Linked DNA regions of Mus musculus: regions 2, 3, 4, 5, 6 and 7 are each linked to region 1. A link is a contact called in public HiChIP or PLAC-seq, Micro-C and promoter capture Hi-C data. All regions are on one chromosome and are shown on one strand. Each heading gives the region's core, a stretch centred on a gene start, on an enhancer-like site or on the middle of the called end of the contact. The rest is flanking DNA. Distances are from core to core; before and after follow the strand shown.

The links. Promoter capture Hi-C pulls out the DNA fragments that hold promoters and counts their contacts. Hi-C and Micro-C count contacts between places; a contact is called where the count stands out from the background. HiChIP or PLAC-seq counts read pairs in DNA pulled down with a chosen protein or histone mark.
Region 2: an H3K4me3 HiChIP or PLAC-seq map of embryonic forebrain shows a contact between it and region 1, with 8 times the contacts expected there. The contact joins the enhancer-like site here to the promoter of Gad2 in region 1. A contact is called at or near these places in 6 of 39 promoter capture datasets (the 3T3-L1 cell line, the C10 cell line, embryonic stem cells and 2 more), 1 of 484 Hi-C or Micro-C datasets (Th1 cells), 9 of 115 datasets of contacts at active chromatin or transcription factors (astrocytes, embryonic basal ganglia, embryonic forebrain and 5 more) and 1 of 9 other capture datasets (adipose tissue).
Region 3: an H3K4me3 HiChIP or PLAC-seq map of neural tube shows a contact between it and region 1, with 5 times the contacts expected there. The contact joins the enhancer-like site here to the promoter of Gad2 in region 1. A contact is called at or near these places in 9 of 39 promoter capture datasets (3T3-L1-derived adipocytes, the C10 cell line, the HPC-7 cell line and 6 more), 12 of 115 datasets of contacts at active chromatin or transcription factors (SST interneurons, astrocytes, differentiating embryonic stem cells and 8 more) and 1 of 9 other capture datasets (adipose tissue).
Region 4: a contact with region 1 is called in an H3K4me3 HiChIP or PLAC-seq map of embryonic forebrain, with 4 times the contacts expected there. The contact joins the enhancer-like site here to the promoter of Gad2 in region 1. A contact is called at or near these places in 1 of 39 promoter capture datasets (liver), 14 of 115 datasets of contacts at active chromatin or transcription factors (astrocytes, a beta-TC-6 cell line, embryonic basal ganglia and 7 more) and 2 of 9 other capture datasets (adipose tissue and liver).
Region 5: a contact with region 1 is called in an H3K4me3 HiChIP or PLAC-seq map of embryonic basal ganglia, with 2.7 times the contacts expected there. The contact joins the enhancer-like site here to the promoter of Gad2 in region 1. A contact is called at or near these places in 5 of 39 promoter capture datasets (the 3T3-L1 cell line, embryonic stem cells, liver and 1 more), 12 of 115 datasets of contacts at active chromatin or transcription factors (astrocytes, embryonic basal ganglia, embryonic forebrain and 6 more) and 2 of 9 other capture datasets (liver and macrophages).
Region 6: a Micro-C map of embryonic stem cells shows a contact between it and region 1, with 4 times the contacts expected there. The contact joins the promoter of Acbd5 here to the promoter of Gad2 in region 1. A contact is called at or near these places in 1 of 39 promoter capture datasets (hippocampal neurons) and 1 of 484 Hi-C or Micro-C datasets (embryonic stem cells).
Region 7: a promoter capture Hi-C map of trophoblast stem cells shows a contact between it and region 1, with 3 times the contacts expected there. The contact joins the promoter of Myo3a here to the promoter of Gad2 in region 1. A contact is called at or near these places in 14 of 39 promoter capture datasets (the 3T3-L1 cell line, the C10 cell line, HPC-7-derived erythroid cells and 8 more), 10 of 115 datasets of contacts at active chromatin or transcription factors (SST interneurons, embryonic basal ganglia, embryonic forebrain and 4 more) and 2 of 9 other capture datasets (liver and pancreatic islet).

What each region holds. Positions count from the first base shown.
Region 1 is chr2:22,621,016-22,623,715 of GRCm38.p6, reverse strand. It overlaps Gad2 (glutamic acid decarboxylase 2), which reads right to left and starts at 1,389. Exons shown (of 16, transcript NM_008078.2): 1 at 978-1,389; 2 at 221-280; 3 at 1-27. The coding sequence starts at 1,053.
Region 2 is chr2:22,249,731-22,252,529 of GRCm38.p6, reverse strand. The region is part of intron 3 of Myo3a (myosin IIIA); the gene reads right to left. Among named protein-coding and RNA genes, the nearest start is that of Myo3a, 24 kb to the right of the region's middle. Within about 2 kb of position 1,264, at least 3 of the 459 cell types and tissues checked have an H3K27ac peak or open chromatin away from gene starts, as enhancers often do. A contact at or near this core is called in embryonic forebrain, where this site is marked.
Region 3 is chr2:22,148,378-22,151,210 of GRCm38.p6, reverse strand. No RefSeq gene overlaps it. Among named protein-coding and RNA genes, the nearest start is that of Myo3a, 78 kb to the left of the region's middle. Within about 2 kb of position 1,265, at least 5 of the 459 cell types and tissues checked have an H3K27ac peak or open chromatin away from gene starts, as enhancers often do. A contact at or near this core is called in neural tube, where this site is marked.
Region 4 is chr2:22,292,455-22,295,400 of GRCm38.p6, reverse strand. It overlaps Myo3a (myosin IIIA), which reads right to left. Exons shown (of 34, transcript NM_148413.3): 8 at 863-928. Among named protein-coding and RNA genes, the nearest start is that of Myo3a, 66 kb to the right of the region's middle. Within about 2 kb of position 1,625, at least 17 of the 459 cell types and tissues checked have an H3K27ac peak or open chromatin away from gene starts, as enhancers often do. A contact at or near this core is called in embryonic basal ganglia and embryonic forebrain, where this site is marked.
Region 5 is chr2:22,337,023-22,339,797 of GRCm38.p6, reverse strand. The region is part of intron 13 of Myo3a (myosin IIIA); the gene reads right to left. Among named protein-coding and RNA genes, the nearest start is that of Myo3a, 110 kb to the right of the region's middle. Within about 2 kb of position 1,312, at least 57 of the 459 cell types and tissues checked have an H3K27ac peak or open chromatin away from gene starts, as enhancers often do. A contact at or near this core is called in embryonic basal ganglia, where this site is marked.
Region 6 is chr2:23,067,760-23,070,459 of GRCm38.p6, reverse strand. It overlaps Acbd5 (acyl-Coenzyme A binding domain containing 5), which reads right to left and starts at 1,388. Exons shown (of 14, transcript NM_001355637.1): 1 at 1,176-1,388; 2 at 841-1,009. The coding sequence starts at 1,190.
Region 7 is chr2:22,226,206-22,228,905 of GRCm38.p6, reverse strand. It overlaps Myo3a (myosin IIIA), which reads right to left and starts at 1,403. Exons shown (of 34, transcript NM_148413.3): 1 at 1,264-1,403. The coding sequence starts at 1,270.

The sequences.
Region 1 (2,700 bases), core at 140-2,639:
GCTTCCCGGAGTCTCCATAGAGCAGAGCTGGACAAAGACACGGAACGCGGGACCTGAGTCAGCTGGCGGTAGTCTCCGCTCCTACATCCCCACCCACCCGGCAACCCAGGGATTCGTCCAACCTAGGCTGCAGGCTCAGAGGGGAGCCCACGACTTTGCTCCCGCCAGCCGCGGGCCCCCGACCTTGCCAGCCCTTCTCCCATTCAGTGCCACCACTCACCGCACAGCTTGTTTCCGATGCCGCCCGTGAACTTTTGGGCCACCTGGCACCACGCTCTCGCTGCAATCGCCAGGCAGGGAAAAGCGAATCGGAAAGAAAACAGACGGGCGAGTGAGAATTTTCGTTCCAAGTGAACCAGGTCTTTAAGTCCAGAGTCTGGGGGCCCGGCGCCAAACTCGAAGCAGCCACCAGCTAGCGACTCTGCTTTCAGCAGGTGGGGGAGTCCGAGGGAATCTGACGCCGGGGCCAGCCCTTTCCTTGCGGTGTCCCAGAAAGAAAGCAGCTCACAACGCCGCCCTTTGCACTTTGTTCGCCAGGTTCTCGGGTTTCCAGACTCTCCCTGCCCTCACCTGGGCTGCCTTTCCTAAACCCGAGGCTGTTTGTTTCTCACCGCGCTTGCCTTTCAGACCCCAAACTCTTTCCTGCTCCCATTTTGTCTTTCCCTGCCCAGGGTCTAGACGTCCCGAGGCAAAGCCTAGATCTTTGATTTCTGACTCCCGCAGACGCTGCAGTCTTTCAGGAGCCTATGTTTAGGGGAAGGGGCCTAGACAACCCTGGGCTTTTTCCCTGGGGGACAAAGGACTGGGTGGGGGGGGGGGTTGGTGTTCTCACACAGTTACGGACTTAACCCAGAGAGCCGGGCGAAGCGCCCGAATAAGTTTCCTGTTGCAGATGTCAAAGCTTTGATGATCAGCCTAGCCCTGCAAACCCTAAACCACCCACAAAGCTCTCCCGCTGCAGGTCCTGATTTTCCTACCTGTGCCCGGGTTCTCAGGATCCGCAGAGCCATCTTCAGATCCGAAGGACCAAAAGCCGGAGCCAGGAGACGCCATGGGTTCTGCTAGACTGGCGCTGGTCGCCTCCAAGTGGCTGTGGCAAGCTGCCTTTGCCTCGACCCTGCACGAGAGTGCGTGCGTGTGCGAGTACGTGTGGCGGGAGAAGGGCACCGCGCGAGGGCTGGAGCGGCAGCGCGACGAGGGTGGGTGTCACACAGGGACAGGAAACGTGCTGTCTGCGTATGCCAGTGCTCGTGCGTGTTTGTATGTTCCAGTCAGGGCGCAGGGACGCGCTGCTGTGCTCTGCGCCGCCGAGGTTAAATGGGGGGAGTAGCCGTGATCCTCGCAGTCTGGAGATTGGAAAGTGGAAAGGGCCCAAGAGATTTTTAGGGAGAGGGAGCTTGGTGGGGAGATGAGAGAGTGACGGAAGGGAAATGGAGGCGCTGGGTCGTGAGGTGCGAGTCAGATGCGGGGGAGGGAGGCGTGCCTGCGTAGTGCTGACCCAGCCACAGGCGCTCCAGGTCTGCTTCTGCCGGAACGCGCTGTCCAGGGTGCTACCACAGCCCTCAGCACGCTGGCCTAGGTGACCCCAGGGACAGGGAGACCTTGGCAAGATTGGAATGGTGGCCGAGGGCAATTTCACGTGTGCATCGATTGGCTCATTGTTTGAGGGCTGTCTCTGGCTGCTGCCGAGCAAAAGTGGTTCTCGCGCCCGCCTTCCTCCAAACCAGTGCTGAGGTCGCTGTGACCTCAAGAGCCCAGGCCACCTGGCCTCAATCAGGAAGAGCTCCAAAGCTTGGGGAAGGAACCAAGGAGGGAGGAAGGTGGACCGCTTCCACACCAACGAACTCATTTCATCTCCTTAGCAGAGCCTAATGTCTGCCTGCTGAGCTGAGCCAGCCTGGGGGGTGGGGGTGGGGGTCGTACGGTTTCTGTGCAGTCATGCCTGGGTCCCCAGACCCATCGTCCAGGTTTTGACTGACGGCTGAAGAGAAAGGCTGCTGATTGAAGCAATTAAAATCCACGCTGGAATCTATCACTGAGGACCTCAGGCTGAGAAAAATTAAATAAATAAAACGAACAGAAACTTCTTGGAGTGGGTGAGAGCTGACACATACACAGGATTCAGGGAGTCTCAAAGTAAGCGAATCAGTTTTTCCAAATCCCAGGAAAAGGCACTCCCATCTTTTCAGGGATACTCAACCCACTGACCTCGTCCCTTCCCAAGAGGAGTTCTTGCCATCAGCAGGTGCCTAGGAACACAACAGTGGCAATTTCCCAGCCCAGAAAGAAGTAGTTTCGTTTGTGTTTTCTAATAAAGGAATGAAAAAATCCTTTCTGTTTCCCTTTTCCCAAAGGCTCTTAAATGCAGGGACGGCGCCTTGAGGAAGATTTGGGGCCCTCTGGCTCCGCTTCCGTTTCCTCTTGCCTATACTAAACCCATAGTTCCAGGCTTACAGAGAGCTCAAGAAAGACTTGCAGGAAAGTGCTGCTTTAAACCGTTCCCGATCTCCTTTCCTTCTCTCCGAGCGAGGGACTGCAGCTTCCCTGCTCTCCATAGTCCTTTATTCCTTCTTTGAGTTTTTCAAATGAGTCACCAAAGCTGTTGCCGGAGGAGAAACCCTGGGACCTTTAGTCTTGGTGACCAGGATCACTTATTTTGTTAGGGATCCGGAGACCTCGAATAACTGCAGATGACCAAGT
Region 2 (2,799 bases), core at 15-2,514, 370 kb after region 1:
TCCCAGCATTTGGAAGGCAGAGATGGGAAAAGGCCAGCCTGGTCAACATAGTAAGTTCCAGGTGAGCCAGGGCTACATAACAGAGAGAACATCCTGTCTCAAAATAAATAAATAAAATAGCTTCCAAATTTCATTCATGAATTTTCTACTTCATCGGTACAAGCAGTCCACACTTATAATCAGGAAGTCTGGAGGATACTACAGAAAAGAAAGCTCCTGCAACCATATCTCTTTTCTGTCAGTAAGATAAGATGACAGTCCCCTTTGTCTCTCCTTGTCAAAAGCCTTCTCTTTTATTCTCTATTAATATGCCTATTTATACTCTTTGTATCACAAGCAACAATAAACTAATTTAGCTTTAAATCACTACAATAATCACCTCTAATATAAGTTCATTTTGATCCCATACTGAGAGCCTACCACTATGGCCAGTGCAAAGTAAGAGGTGAGTTCAAGAAAACAAACTGACTAGATATAAATTCTATAAAGGTTTCTACACAAATGCACATGTGTACACAGTAACAGGTCAGCTTTTCCTATGGTGTAGACAGGGTCTGCACAACGTGTGATATATTTCAATAAAATGTATTTATATATTAAATTCTAGATGCCAAATACATGATTAAACAATTATGAAAGCAGACAGCACCTAACAGGCATTCCCTAATGTGTGCTCACGTACTGTGTGACATGTCATGTGAACATTCTAGTATGAAACCAATGGTTTAAGGGTAACATTGACAACTGATCCATTTGAGATATATTTTGGAAACTCTAACCACTAAATCCAAATAAAAAATAATTCTCTCATTCTAAGATGTTTTAAAAGTCTTGGGGAAATACTTGATAACTAAAAACCTATAACAAAGGAAAATAATTTAGCAGATGAAATACTTTAATATACATAAAGAAAACCTATTAATCTATCGATTAGCAACACAGTACCTACAGCAACATTATATCCTGGTACTCCTATATAAACAACAGTGACTTTGGCAAGCTCTGATGTATATGGTAGGCAAGAAGGACAGTGATGTATATTATTTATGCATTTCTGGGACAAACAGCATAAAGGAGGACACTTAGACTGTATGCCCATCTTAGCTTTTAAACAAAACCATAAATGAAGCGACTCCAGGTAATCAGTGTCTATTCTGTTGCAGACACATGAAATAACAGCCTTTTAGATGAGAGCTGGGAATGGTTTTTCTGCTCTGAGAACATGAAAGAAATCATGCTGTCAGTCTGCAGTTCCACTGCAATTGTGAGCACAGAGAAGAAGGAAAAATATTAGGCTACCAGAGAAAGGCAGGAGCCAGCTTCCACACCTGCCCTGCTTCCTGACACAGCAGAAAGATTGCTCTGGCTTTGCAACCCTTCCTAGGTACATAATACTAACGTGTTAATCCTGAACAAATAGAAAACTCTCATTCATTGTGTTGTCTTTATCTTCCTGTTTTCTCCTCTTATGGCAGACCTTATATTACTTCTAGATGTAAGTATAAGAAAATCCAGAATAACCAATAATGCCTGACGTATGATGTATGAAGACCACTTCTGTGACCTACAATGTATATTTGATAGGCTTTGTTACTATTTACTGAATTTTTTTGTGCTTTCAAAAACTACCTGTAATTGACAGTCTTTGATCTCCTGAAAGGGATATAATTTCAAAGAGGAAAATTTCTGTACTTGGAAGGCCATGAAAGAAAGCAGTGTCATGATTACAAATGAACAAATTAGGGACGATTGAGATAAAGACCAGGACACATTTTGTAGCACCGCCATGGAGAGAGCAATTAGTACAGAGACGCATTAGGCCAGTAAGGCTCTTTTAACAGAAGGATGTGCTATTCTGGATTTTGGCTTTATTATGGCTGAAGGCACACTGAGCAAATGGCTTCAGAGTCTGGGTTTCCTCTGTAGTTAAAATGTGGTTGTTCATTCAGCCAAGGAGCAGAAATTACAGGAAAATCTCAGGTCTTTTGTGCTCAGCAGCAGCACAGGATTGGTGGCAATGTTTTAAGTCAATATAGCTCTGTTGTTTTGTTCTCCAGGTTTGGAGGATAAGAATATTCAGAAACCTAACCTGCTTGTATATGCGCATCATTGCAAATAATAGACTCTACTGTGACAATACAAACCTCCACTGGTGTTCCATAGACAACAGACAAACTGACTCCCTTGTCTTTTTAAGAACTGGTTTTGTCTAAGTGGAATCAGGAAGCAATGGCTGCTTTCATTAACTTGTGAAAACTTTAGACTGCAAATGTGTTCATTTATAGATTATATTAGATTATAATATATATTATATAATATATATTATAGATCAGTCCATGGAAGTGGTTCCTTAAAACAGTCTGGTTTTTTGTCATTTTCAGACATTTGTGGGGTAACAGAATCGATGAAAATAAAAGAATGATCAACTTGAAAAGATAATTTAAACACACACACACACACAGAGTAAAAAAATAGATTGCCCTGGTATGTTATGGGAAATTTCTATTCCAACAATCTCAGTTCTGGATTAAAACTTAAATGAAAAGAGAAGCCACTACAGGCATTTGCCTAAGCTAGCGTGGCCTTCTACCTGGAAGGCTGATGGATCTTGAAGCCTGTCATTCACAACTCAGATGAACCCCTCCAGCACATACCTTATTTGTAGGGACTCACATTAAAAGCAGAGTGTTATTAGCATGATTCTTTGAATAACATCACCCCTCTTTGCCTACTCTTTGGATATATTCATGTAAAATAATTTATTTGGGCTTTATTATGATAAGAGGTATAATTAACAGT
Region 3 (2,833 bases), core at 16-2,515, 470 kb after region 1:
TGAAGCAGTTCTGTTTATCAGTACCTTGTACCCTCCTCTCACTTAGTCTAGGCAATTTATTTATCTTATTGTAAGTCCAAAACAAAAGAGACAGAGCAGAGCTATTGCACAGGCCAATGTTTTGACACCGATGAAGTCATTCTATGCGCAGAGCAAGCATCTTCATTTCCTTAAAGCAAAACAGAAAGCTGAGCAAGGTCACAATAAAGCACCCTTACTTTGAATTGTTAATTACTCTAAGTTCCTGTAATTTTAATAAAAGTGGGAATATGTATAATACAATCATATGATTTTCTGACATGAAATAGTTTTACTTATGATATAAATTGAAAATCATACAGGAGACCATGTCAGGGCGATTGGAAAACATCTAATAATCCCAGACTTGGCAAGCTGAAACAAGAGGATCTCAAGTGTAAGGCCAGCCTGAGCCATGAGACACCACCACCAAAAATAAACAAAGAACAAAGCAGGAGGGGCTTAGATTGGAGCTCAATGGTAAAATACCTGACCAGAGCATCCAATCCCTATATCCTTTGTGCACTAACTTCTAATAGGCATAATGGATGCTGTTCTAGAAGCAATTCTGGGTTGCTGCGAGGATTAAAGGGATCAATGTGATAGGGCTTTTAGGAAAGAATCAGGCACATAAATGGTATGCAGTGTGAACTAACCATAGCTATTTTAAACAGACTTATTTATAAAGCATTAAGTGTTTGATATTTATCCTTCTTAGCCACAAACTGTTTAAGTTTCCTTTGTAAGAGACTAGCATTTTAAACATTTTCTTAAAGACTTAAGCTTCTTATAAAGATAATCATCAGTTTGAAGAAAATGTATATTTCAGTGAAACACATTTATTCTTTCCACTCTCCATAAAAACAGACACAAAAATGTAACAAGGAAAAGCCAATAATCGAATTTCCAGGTGTGATTTCTGAAGATCATTTTAGCAATCTCGGTATAAGAACTTTCATACATGGAAGGCTTTTAAGAGGTAATTATGATTTTCTGAAAAGAAATGCAGGGAGAGAAAGTGAGTTTTATTAACATTGATTACATTGACTGCTTTCATTTCCAATAAATAAACATTGTCCAAATTGAAACATATATTGAAGCCAAGGGAGAAGTACTATTGATAGAGGAGGCCCAAATGTCAGAACCATGCAGAAACTGTAGTTTTGGAAATGTGCTTTAGGATCCAAATGCCGTAAACCTTCAAGTGACCTTTGTGCTCCAAGCAGTCAGCAAATGGCCAAATCTAGTTTGTGTTACCATGGAGATGCACTTTGATGGAAAGACCTCTGAAGGGGCTGAGCAGCATGAGTGATTAGCAGGCCGTATTGTGATAAATAAGAATTTGTGTCACTGTAGGGCTCTCTGTAAGAGATTAAGCATGTGTGTGCAGTGCTGATAGCATTGTTTAAGAAAATATCTGATATGATTAATGTCTATAAATGAAGAGCACATTGGAATTGCTTTTAATGTTTTCCGTGGTGTTTCTAATATAAAAATTAGAGGAGGCGAAAAGGACATCAATTTAATTTAAGAACAAAAGTCAATGACAAGCATGGTTTATTTTAATAAGCTTCTTAACAAATATTTGATATTCTAAAGATACTATATAATAAGGTAATTAAAATTATTATAGAATTCTCACCCAAGCCCATAATAAAAGTTATTTTTGTCTTATTGACCAGAACTGGATACACAGTGATATTTATTCAACTCATTTATTCAACTCATGTTCAAATGTTTGTATCTAGTACATGGGGGACATTCTTAAAAACAATGGGAGTGCAAAGACAAGAAAGATAGCACGACCTGTTCTCCAGAAGTGATGTGATCACAGGAATTAAATAATAACTCTACTTCTGGATTTCTGGAATTGGAAACACTATGTATTGTGCATAAATGCTGAAAATGTTATTATTTTCTGGTCCTATGAATATTGTGATCTAACTGACTTTGTAACTGCATCTACAAAACCCAGTGGTCTGTTCTAAGGAAGAAATTACAATATGATAGTAGAGGACATAGTAAAACTTACTCAAGTGCATAAGCCTGGGCCCATTGCTAAGCTTTCACTGTGAACTGCATAGATCAGAAGCAAGATCAGCAGGCCACCATGGTGATAGGGTGAGGCATTATGTATGTCCATGAATGAGAGCCTTTGAGGAAGGGTTGTAGGCAAGCTAAACAAATTGGTGTTCTGACCAAGTATCTACTCCAGTAAGAATAAAACAGTTCATCTCCTATGATGGAACTGACTCATTGAAATTAGTCTGTGTTCACCTAGCTGGCTGGTCACTGGGAAATGTAGTTATCCCAGAGGCTCTGTGTTGGTCTCTGCAACAAGTGGCTGAAGTCAGGTCAGCCTGGGTGAGTGGTGGTCCGTGTTGCTGAGGATATGTATAAAGACTACCCATGGTGTGCTGGATACATTATACATGAACCCATTGGATGATGACAGTGATGATCAGGGAGAAGGTTGATTAGTGGTCTTTGAATGGTTCATTTGGTTCTTAAATGCCTTCTGTGCTGGGATCACCTTTTTGAGCGTTCACATGGGACACAAATACCTTGTGTATTTTGCCCTTTCTAAAAAGTGTATTCCCATGATCTTTGTTTTATTTTATTTTTGTTTAATTTAAGACAGGATCTCACTGTGTAGCCCTAGCTGGCCTGGAACTCATTGAGATCTAGATGCCTCTGCCTCCTGAGTGTCAGGATTGAAGTTGTATGGCATCACATCCAGCACCCATGATCATACTGTCACCTGTCTTCCAGTCATAAGTCTTCCAAATCCATTGTCCATTCTGTCACAGCTCAT
Region 4 (2,946 bases), core at 376-2,875, 330 kb after region 1:
TATGGTACCTTGACCATACATAAAACTTCCACGAAGTTATCAATCCCGATTGAGTCCCTACAAACCCTTAAATCTAAGTCTCTGTCTTTAGAAGAACACATTGGTATCTTGGTGGGAACCTCAGTGACAGCAATGTGCCCGGTCTGCATTTGCAGAGTGATTTGGCACATCGTATCATTACATCCTTCCTTTCTATTTACAACCAGGAGTCTCCCCTTTTCCTCTTTGATTTAGGTAAAGACAGTAAAAATTGTGAAAGGATTGGAGGACCTGATTTTTCTAAATGGCTGACCCACTTCTAATTAATTGTGGAGAGGCCAGTCACTTCTGTTAAACTGCTGGCAAGTGAAATCATTCTCTGGATTTCAAATGCAAAAGCCTTTGATAAATATGATCCTTAAAGCCACTGGCTGTGATGAAATCCCTGTGGTTGTAATGAGAGTCAGTGATGTAGACAAATGAAGGGTTAAATCACTGACCGCATAGGTACTAGATGGGAGCAGGTGGGAGATGCTCTTGGCAATGATGCAATGGCAGATGGGCAGGTGAGCATGTTCCTGGGTGGATGCTAAAAAGCCCTTGGAAACATGACTGCAGACAGGTGAAAACTTGACTCAGAGGTTACTATTTAAGTAATTTCACTGAACCCTTAGCAGATTATACAGATTTTCTGTTCTTTCTTTTTCTTTTTTGGGGGGGTGGGGGGGGGATGAGGTGTGGGTGGGAATGGTGGAGACCTCTGGAGTTGCTTACCAGATAAGAAAGAAGAGAAGGATTCAGAAGCCAGTGGTTACAGTAAACCATTCAAAGTCACAGCAGGCTGGTATTGTTTTTACTTGTATTTCTGACTATTGTTACTCACTTGCTAATGAAGTCATTGAACTCTGCGGACCACAGCTCAGGCTGCCGGAGTTTAGGGGGTGGATTCCTAGAAAATAAGAATTAAGGTTGGGATGGGAGCTGTGCATTGGTTAGATGGTGAAATAGGAGAAGCAGAGCAAAGACTTGCTTGACAGTCCTTGATGATACAGGTTCTGCCTGTATCATCAAGGACTGTCATTTCCCAATTCCAAGAACGGTAATTAGCGACTCATCATTCTTTATATAAAATGACAGCTTCCTAGTTTCTCTGAAAGCAGTTAATGTATAACCCAATTTTGCTGTTATTATTATTTTTCCTCCCTAAGAATCGTCTTGGGTTGTATGTGAAATCACTTAGTAGGAAATACCAATGTTTATCAGAACAGGAATATTGAATATTGGAAAAAAGTACTACAGAAGTCCCCCAGGAAGGTACAGGTGCACAGAGGTGCCCTGGAACAGGTAGCAACCCGCAGCAGGAAGGGACAAAAGCTTCCAGAGCTGTTCTTTTGTTCCGAGAAACATGGCAGGAAGCATGCACGCTTGTATGTGACAAAAGCAAAGAAGCAGAAAATGCCATTAGCTATAGTGCTCTGAATGCCGCTTAAAAGATCTTGTTATTAATTCTTTTCGTTTTTTTAAGCTGAGCAATTTTTTTTTTTTTCGAGCATCTGTGCACACAAAAGGGCTGTCACTTGACAGTGAGGCTGATGTGACTGTAATCAAGCACCATTGATCAACCATAATGGCTAAATTTGCTGAAGTGTCACTTTATGTTAATTCTAACAGCTCTTTGTTTTCATTAGGGGGATGGAAATGCTTTGTCCTCAGTCCTGTACTGCTCCTTAAACAGCTTATAATGAAATTAATGTATAGTCGGTACAGACTCATTAAAGCTAAGTGCACCTACGCATCTAACTGGATCACACCAAAGAGCACCAAAGCACCTTTCAGTCCAGTGGACTAGATGAAGATTGCTGATTTGAGCATTTGAAAAACTACTGTTATTCAGCCAATAATTTTACTTTGTTGCTTGTCCACTGAAAATGTCCTTTTACAGATTGAATTGCCTTGGGTATAACATAGTTTGCCAATTTCATAATACCCAGAACTGTAGTTATTCAGATCCCCTTTCCACATATTTCTACAACCATTATTTTCAGTATTTAATTTTAAGGACATGCTAGCAGCAGAAACAGTAAAAAATAATTAGTATGATGCACTTTGTTGCACTAAGTGTTACCAAGGCACAATAATCAGGGCTCTCCATCTTTCCTGTTTACCACCTTCATCTTTACCACCAAGTATGAAAACACAGGGTAAATATGATGGTTTATACTATGACTAAGGTGACTTAGGCATATATAGTTTCACCTTATATAATAAATGACAATAGAAGTTAGAAAAAATATATTTTTCTTGAAATGCTTTTGGTATATAGAGGATTTCTTCTTTCCTACACATCTTGTTTCCCCCATACAAGTGACATGTTTTATAAGACCAGTGTTATATAACACTGGACATTGAAATATAAAGAATGATGTATTATAATTCAGAGTTAGCACAGGAAGTTCCAAAGTATTAAACAACTTTTAATGCTTCATTACTAGAAAAACTTAATTACACACAAAAAAGGGATCCCCTTTCAGGAATAAGTATAACATGGTGGTATCATTTCTTTAGGACTACAACACAAAGTGTCTAACCTCCCCATCCCCAACTCCAGGTATATTTCACATGTTGAAATCACAACCTTTAATTAATAGCATGTGTAATTATTGACTATCTATGTACTACTATCTCTGGACCCCTGGCAATACAAGCTATGTGTGTTGGTATCAGGACCTCCGAAATCCATGACATCACATAGGCAGTAGAGAGACCTATACATCTGTTGCCAAGATAATGGCCACCATATTCCCAGAATTCATTGGGCTTACCTCCCACCTTTACCTGTCACCATGTCACCATCCATATATATAAGAGGAATGCTCTCTCTCTTCCCCACTTTCTTTTTGCTGCCACCTTGACCCTCCCCCCCCCTCTCTCAATAAATCTCATAGGGAACTGTTTGAACTGGTGTAT
Region 5 (2,775 bases), core at 63-2,562, 280 kb after region 1:
TCTCCAAGAAGCAGAAGTGAGTAGTAAACAAGCCTATGAAAATGTGGGCTCAGCAAAGGAATGCAAACAGCAACAATCAAAGGAGGAGCAACAGGGCCTGGCTATGCCATTTTTACTTTAAGTTGTTCCTTTGAGGTTCTTTGGCCCCGATCTACACAGAAGGCTGCTCATTGCTTCCTGTGACTGCCCATAATGAGCTAATCTGTTGTTTTTGCTTTTGCAGTAGTGAGGCAAGAGCCTAGGGCTTGCACATGCTAGGCAAGAGCGCCACACTAAGCTCCACCCCGGTCCTCACTTGTTCTTTGAAACAGGCTCTCACTATGTGGTCCAGGCTGGCCTAAGGCTTGTCATCCTTATACCTTTGCTTTCCCAGTGCTGCTACCACAGATCTGAAACACCTATAACTCCAAGTCAAAAGTCAAAGGTGTATTTCATCATGACACATTATAAAATGTATTTCTCTCACAAAATGCATTTTCCAAAGACCTGATAACTTAATAACTGACAACTGGATCTACAGTGATAATGTCATATCTAAAATGACTTTTTAAAAAAAAGATTTGTTTATTTATTTTACGTATATGAGTACACTGTTGCTCTTTTCAGACACACCAGAAGAGGGCATCGGATCTGATCAGAGATGGTTGTGAGCCATGGTTGCTGAGAATTGAACTCAGGATCTCTGGAAGAGCAGTCAGTGCTCTTAACCACTGAGCCATCTCTCCAGCCCCTAAAATGGCTTTTAACTAAACATTTCCAGAGTGCCACCAGCAGAGAGACATTTTGGGACTCCCAATGCCAACGTCTGGAAGAACAGACAGGTATTGAAAGCACAGGAGTTCAAACAGAGGCCATTTAAATACATGGATTACCAATAGCTAATGGTATGTGAAACTGGAGGTCTATCAGCAAGTCATTAACTGGCCAGGTCAGACTGGCTGCTCTTCATGCAGTTGGGGACAGCCCAGAAGTTAGGCAAGGCCTTCTAGCCACCATCTGGTCCAGCTCTTCCCTCCCAGCCTCGTCAGGGCAGCGTGGCCGTCCCGCAGGGCCCCGGAGGGGAGCTGGGCGGGCCCGCCGGCTCCGCAAGGCCGGGCGGAGGAGGGGCTGGCGCGCGAAGCCCCGGGGCGGGGGTCAGGAGTGGCCCTTGGGCAGAGCCTGGGCTGGGGGGGGGGCACGGCTCCACAGTGCTGTGTGCGTCCCCCCCCCCCCCCCCCGAGGATTTAAAGCCGCCGCCCCTGCTGTTGCACCTCCAGCCCGCCCGGGATGCTGCAGCCTCCTTTCCACATTGCACCCACCCTCTTGCTGAAGGGTGACCTCTCTTCCCTCAGCTCTCCGCCCCCGCCCTCTTCGCAGGCGACCTTTCCCGCAGGCGGGCATGCGCCTAATAAGTACTTTATATGCAAACAAAATCACAGGAGCACAAATTTTGGTTCACTGCCAGAGGCTACAGTGGGGTCCATATGCCCCTCCCGAACACGTTTCACACACTTTCTCAGGAATACAGGAAGAGGCATTTTTCTCTTTTCTTATTCACATACAATTCTGTGTTTGACATGGCTTGAAAACATAATTAATCTACAGGCAGTCTGCACAGAGTGCACCTTCTCACTTTAAACCTAAATATTGACCTGGGACTACATCTGAATCTTTCTTAAAGTCTATTCGACTTTCCTTATGTTTACAGAAATTTCTAAGCATCAAAGTAAGAGGATAAAGATATTTTGTGAATGCAGATTTGGAGAGAAAAAAAAAATCGCAGTCAGAGCAGCTCATCAGAGTGTACAGAAAGAATGGAATCCTAGCCAGGACACAACCTCCCCGGCTGCCTATCTACTATGTCGCACCATCTCTTGGGGACACATGTTCACATCCTGTCCTCTTCGAGCAGTGATTCTCAACCTTCCTTATGCTGCAACCCTTTAATACAGTTCCTCATGTTGTGGTGACCATCCCCCAAATAAAACTGTTTTTGTTGCTACTTCATAACTACAATCTTGCTACTATTACACATCATAATGTAAATATCTTATATACAGAGTATAGATGATATGCAACCCCCTGCCCCCCACCCCAAAGGGTTTGTAATTCACTGGTTGAGAACTGGTGTTTTTGTGGGTTAGGGGTACAACTCACTTGCATGTTGTTGGAAATTAGCTTAAGGAGATTATCTTTAGTGTTAATCTTAGAACCTTGCTGAGACCAGGTTTAAGGGAGTAGAAGTTTTCAAGATGATGGAAAACACTAATACTTAGAATGAACTTTTAAACTGCTCCTCATGTTGTGGTGACCACAAATAAAAAAAAAACCCTATTTTTGTTGCTACTTCATAACTGTAATCTTGCCACTGTTATGAATCATTATGTAAATATCTGATATGCAGAATATCTGATATGCAACCCCCAAAGGGGCCACACAACTGATGCTGTATTTGTCTTGATGAATGAAAGAAGCTATCACAGTGAGGCTTAGAAGCTGCCCAGAGATTTTCAAGTATAAAGAAACAATATGGATCCTGCTGGGACAAACTTGGCTCTGTGAAACATTTTTTGAGCGACCTCTACCTATGACAGAGCAAGAGAGCATCTTTACTACTCATTAAATAGTCCTAACCTGCTAAGTGAAGACCGAAGGATTGCAAAGGAAAATTCCATCCATCAGACAATCGATTTTGCATGTGTTAAATCTTTAGCAAGGACAAAAGTAAAAAAAAAAAACAAAAACAAAACAAGACCAGACAAGGGCAGAATTGACTCTGGACACACACACACATAC
Region 6 (2,700 bases), core at 139-2,638, 450 kb before region 1:
CCCAGCACTTGGGAGGCAGAGGCAGGCGGATTTCTGAGTTCGAGACCAGCCTGGTCTACAAAGTGAGTTCCAGGACAGCCAGGGCTACACGGAGAAACCCTGTCTCGAAAAAAAAAAAAAAAAAAAAAAAAGAAAAAGAAAAGAAAAGTGGGAAGACATTAAATACTATACAAATATAGTAATGTTATGTTTGACTTGGCCTACAAATCTAGCACACACAATAAAAATGCTTAAGATAATTTTAATCTAATTTATTATGAAAAGTAAATCACAATGCAAATGGATATAAAATTTCAAAGTAAAAGTCTCTCTTCCCAAGCTTCTCTATTTAGAACACTGAAAAAAAAATTTAGTGATGGAAAAAAAAATCCTTAACACTGGTCAGACAAAATTATAAAAAGTTTTACAAGCTGTTGCCAGGATACACACAAAGAAAACCGTACCTGACACATCATAGTCAAAATAATCATTTTACACGAGAATATAGTTGTCCTTTCCTTTCCGCTTCATATCAAAGTTTCTGAAGGTTCGGATTACACTTTTGAGTTAGGTAGCACCAGACATCCCTCCCCAGTTTTTGTTTTTGTTTTTTAACTTTCCCAAATCCACAGTCATTAAGTGATAAGACTTGTTCTCAAGAATATAAACTACTTAAAACCTAGATAATACGTCGCCTTTGGCCTCAAAAATCAGCGGTAATTAATTAGCATTCAATACCATTCTTTCAATTACATTTCTTTCAATTACATTTCTTTTAATGACAGAGCGAGAGGGGGCGCTAAATAAGGTAGACTAGAAGCAGCTGGAAAAGGTCTTTTACCTAGAGCCCACTGCACATACCATTTTTCGGCAAACTCTGGATCACCTTCACGGCCGCCTCAAATCTGGTTTCATACACTGACGGTGTGTCCGCCATCTCCAGCTGCCAGCGCCGGCCTCGGTCCCAAGGTCTGTCCGCGGTAATCACACAGCAGCAGCAGCACCAGCTTCCCCAAGAGCCTGCATGAAACTGAACACCGAGCGCAGCAGCGGATTAATGACAGGAGCATAGCTGGTCAATTCCCCTTTGCCTGCCCAATCAAGGCCACATCAACTCAGGTGGCCCGGTTCCTTCCTCCTTCGTGGGGCGTGTCTAAGAGTACATCCCAGCCAACAAAAACAGCCAAACAACTCACCGCGAGGAAGAGCATCTCTAGCAGCAGGCCTTGGAGGTTGAGCCGCCCGTGATAGCGGACCCTTTCTCCCACCCGGAAGATGCCGGCCAACCAATCACACCCCCCATTCCTGAGAAGTTCTGCCGTCGGTGGGCAGCCGCCCCACAGCCCCGCCCCAGAGTCACCGGAGGACCCACTAGCCTCCGCCGCCGCGGCCGCCGTGCAGCAAACCCCACCCACCCGCTCCGCCGCGGTGACGTGCACGGGCTGCGCGTTCTCAGAGGAGGGGAAAAGAGGCTGCAAGGCGCTCCGGCTGGGGTTGGTCTGTGGAGAACCCGGTGCTTGTTTATGTTCGGGCTGAGGACAGCAAGCCTGGTGACGCGCTAGGATTCTATGCCAGGTCCTAAAGGTGGCCCCTGGATACCGCTAGTGTTTAAAGAAAAGAAAAACACAAGAGTCGGTGGTCCTCAATGCCTAGCCTCGGGGTTAAACCGGAGAAGGGAGTGAATCATAAAAGTGGCTTCAAAACTTCTTTTGACATTTACTCTCTGTGACCTAGGAGAAGGCACTTGACCTCTTCTGTGGATATACAACACGCTAAAGGGGAGAAAGGGAGGATTAAGGGCAAGGATGGAAGGGCTTAGCCCTGGCCCCCAAGTCTGGGACAGCTTTCACCGTCTGGCCCCAAGGGTGGCCGCGGAGAGAGCAAAGGTGAGCGGTGGCGGCCTGCTGCGCAACACCTCCACTACCCACTCTCCAGGCCCAGGAGACAGGCACAGCCACGTCCAGCTCCGCCGGAGGCTAGGGATGGAGATGGTCGGTGAACAACGTAATGCCCGCGTTGTAGGCACTTAGGAAGCTCCCCGCAGGCGTAGAGTGCCGTGGCCTGGAAATCTCAAGGACGCCCCGCTGGGAACGTCAGTTTTGTCGGTTTAGGATGGGTTGGGAAGATTACTCGTAAAAATCTAGTTGCGAACTATAAGTCACTCTTCCCTTGGAGCCGCGATGTCGGCATTTACCTTGATATAGCCAAATGACTGGCAAGGCCTGTCCGTTTTGTCTCGACGCCTGCCCCGCACCTTGCCCCCGCGGGCTTATGGGAACTGTAGTCCCCCGGCGCTTCCGGACACCTTCCTCTGTAGGCTGGCGTAGTCCCCCTCCGGTTCCGGTTCGGTTTTTCCTTGTAGCCCACCCTTCCTGTGTGTGGCGGAAGTTCCTTTCTTCCGGATTGCGTTTGGGGCGTCTCCGAAGTACTTCTTAAGCTTCGAGCAGAAAGGAATCCTCTGACATAGCTTGTTTATCTGGGTATTGAGAACAGTGTCGTCTGAAGAGTTCTTTCAGGGCTCATGCGGCCTGTATTCAAAAGTACCCCAGAAACAGTTCCGGACTCACTGATCGTTTAATCAAAAAGACCAAAGGCACTGGAGGAACGCAGGCTTCACTAGAGAACCGCTCCCTAGTACTTCACCGCCTTCATATGTGTGATGTTTGGCAAACGTATGATCTGTTTCAAAAGCACTGTAAGGTGTTGATAGATGAGGAAATG
Region 7 (2,700 bases), core at 154-2,653, 390 kb after region 1:
CTGTATTCTGAAGTATATTTGAACTTTCCAGTGTTTATCCATTATGATTGTTAGTATCACCATCTCATGAACTTTCAAATGTTTTTTTATGTGACAGATACAAGTTACTTTTCAAAGAATATAGGCACCAAAATATATTAGGATGCCAAGATATATTTCAAAAAGAAAGCCTGGGTGATGCTATGCCGTAATGTGTTGTACACTCGCACACACACACATACACACACCCACACACCTACACATGAGAGAAAGAGAGAGGGGGGAGGGGGAGGGGGGCAGGGAGAGCTTGTCTACAAGACCATCAAATCAAATGTAATCTTTTCATTTGTATTTTTGTTCCTGTAGTAAAAAGAGGGGGACAAGATGGATGGAAGTAATTCTTCCCATGCTAGACATCACACAGATGAACACATTGTCTTTGAAAGCACACATATCCCTGCATTTCCCCATTTTAAGATGTAGAGTATAATGAAAGCCCAAAATATGAAAAACTAAAATGGCACAGATAGAATGCACTTTTGCTCATGGATCAAAATCTGGCACTTAGGCCTCTGCAAATCCGGAAAAACTGTCAACTTTACCACCTACCATTAGTTAAGCTAGAAAACAACGCATAATAAAATTCCAAAGCATGAATGTCCCAACCGCAGCTATGGTTCTGAGACAGTAACACAACAGAAAAAAGAAAAAAAAAATCATAGCATTATAGGAATAAACATTCAAGATCTGAAAAAAAGACATCAGAAATTGAACTTTGGAACAATTTAGACAGAAATGTTAACAGTTTCACACAGCTAACAGGGAATGCAAAGCAGCTCATGTTTTGTGCTTGGTGTAAAACCCTGAAGCTAATGGATTGATGCGAATTATAAAACCCGAAGGGTTAAGAGCAAATGGAAGATCAGTTACTTCACCAAGAAACTCATGAAAATGCTTAGGGTTTTCCAAAAAATATGTGTGTGCGCACCTGTGTGACATTCACATGCACTTTTAGAGTCACTGCTAGTTAGTTCAAGACGCAGGACCAATTCCAATACTACTTTTAGCTCCCATTATAATGGGAATTTCAGCAAGGTGCAAAAACAGAAGTCCTGAACTGGGCAGCGGATGAAAATTCAAATGCTCTCTAGCACCTGCTTCCTCTTCTCTACAAACCCTATTCCTCAGGTCACTATTTTCCCTCTGAAACAGGGACGCCACAGGTCTGCCAGTCCCGCCGGGTTCAGCTCAAGTCCCGGCCCCGCTGGGCTCACCCACACTCACTCTGCATATGAGCCAGGCGTTCTAAGGTCTGCAGGCTCCTTCCCCAGGTGGGTGCACAGTGTGGCCACTCCAATTCCTCTGCTGGCCCAATACTGGGATTTTGCACCGCCCTAGCGCGCCGCCGGGTCCCCTACAGAGGGGCGGGGCGAGGCCGGGCGGAGCGGAGCGGGGCGGGCCCCGTGGCACCTCCCAGGGCGGACCCAGGTCGCCCAGAGTTGCTGTCCAGTGGTTAGCTAGATGCTCATCCAACCCAGACGCTCCTGAGTCCTGGCCAAGCCTCCTGGCCCTGCCCAGAAACCACAGGGCTGCACCAGTGCTTGGGACACTCCTCTCCCACTGTGACTCACCTAAGCCTCAAAAAACTGTCCCCCAACAGGACCACCTTCCCCATGCCCAAAACAAGCTCGCATTCCAGGCCTCCACCCCTGGACAACTTCTCTTTGACCCTTGAGAAAGTTGGGGCTGGAATCACGGGGCTGGGACTTCTGCACTACAGATAGAGCCTATCATAACCAGATCTCTACCTTCACCTGCCTCCTGGGACAGTCCAGTCCGTTCCCACACGCCTCACAGACTGGGATACCAGAATGGGTCCATGCTTGCTAAGCTCCCTGGACAGTTCTAATAGGCATTTTGGGTTATCTCTTCTTCCCCTTCAAGGTCAAAATGTCCTTAGATTTTGTCACTGATCTAAACGGGCCTACTGTTCATATCAAAAGGAAAAAAATTGCAAGAGACATCCAGAAGGTCATCTAACCCTTAGCTACCTTTATAAATATAAAAATGAGTATTTGAATAGACATTCAAAACCCTCCCCATAAGATGGTTTTCTATAGAGTAACTGAACTGTGGATTTTTATTTTGCAGAACATCAAATCAAAGATTAACATAAACAGCTCAAACATTTTAAGTTATATCATTTTAAAGAAAAAGATCACCATGAATATACTTTAACACAAATCTAGTCGTTGTTGGATGTACTGAAAAATCAATGAGGCCAGGTATGAGAGCAACACACGCATCATGGGTTCAAGGCCAGCCTGAGTTATGTAGTGAAACCTTGTTCAGAAACCATAAACAATGAACGAATATCCAAGTTCCATATTCAGTAAAAAGCAATGATTTCACTACAGGCAAACAATACATAAACATACATAGAAAACTTGATCTCATTCAGAACTGGGAAATAACCAAATGATATCGAGAAAAACAGATGAAAATGTGGTCATGGGAATTTTAAAAACAGGTCTGTTGGGGAAATAGTTATAAAATATTTTATTGGGAGGTACAAGATCCCTAAGTGAAAAGGTAAGATTTTAAAAAGTAATTTAAACAGATCCTTGAACAGTGTGGGAACTTATTAGTACTTTTGGCAATAGTGGAATGCAGCCTCTTACACTTTAAAAAATGTGCCTAAAAGCTCTTACCTTCCCACAC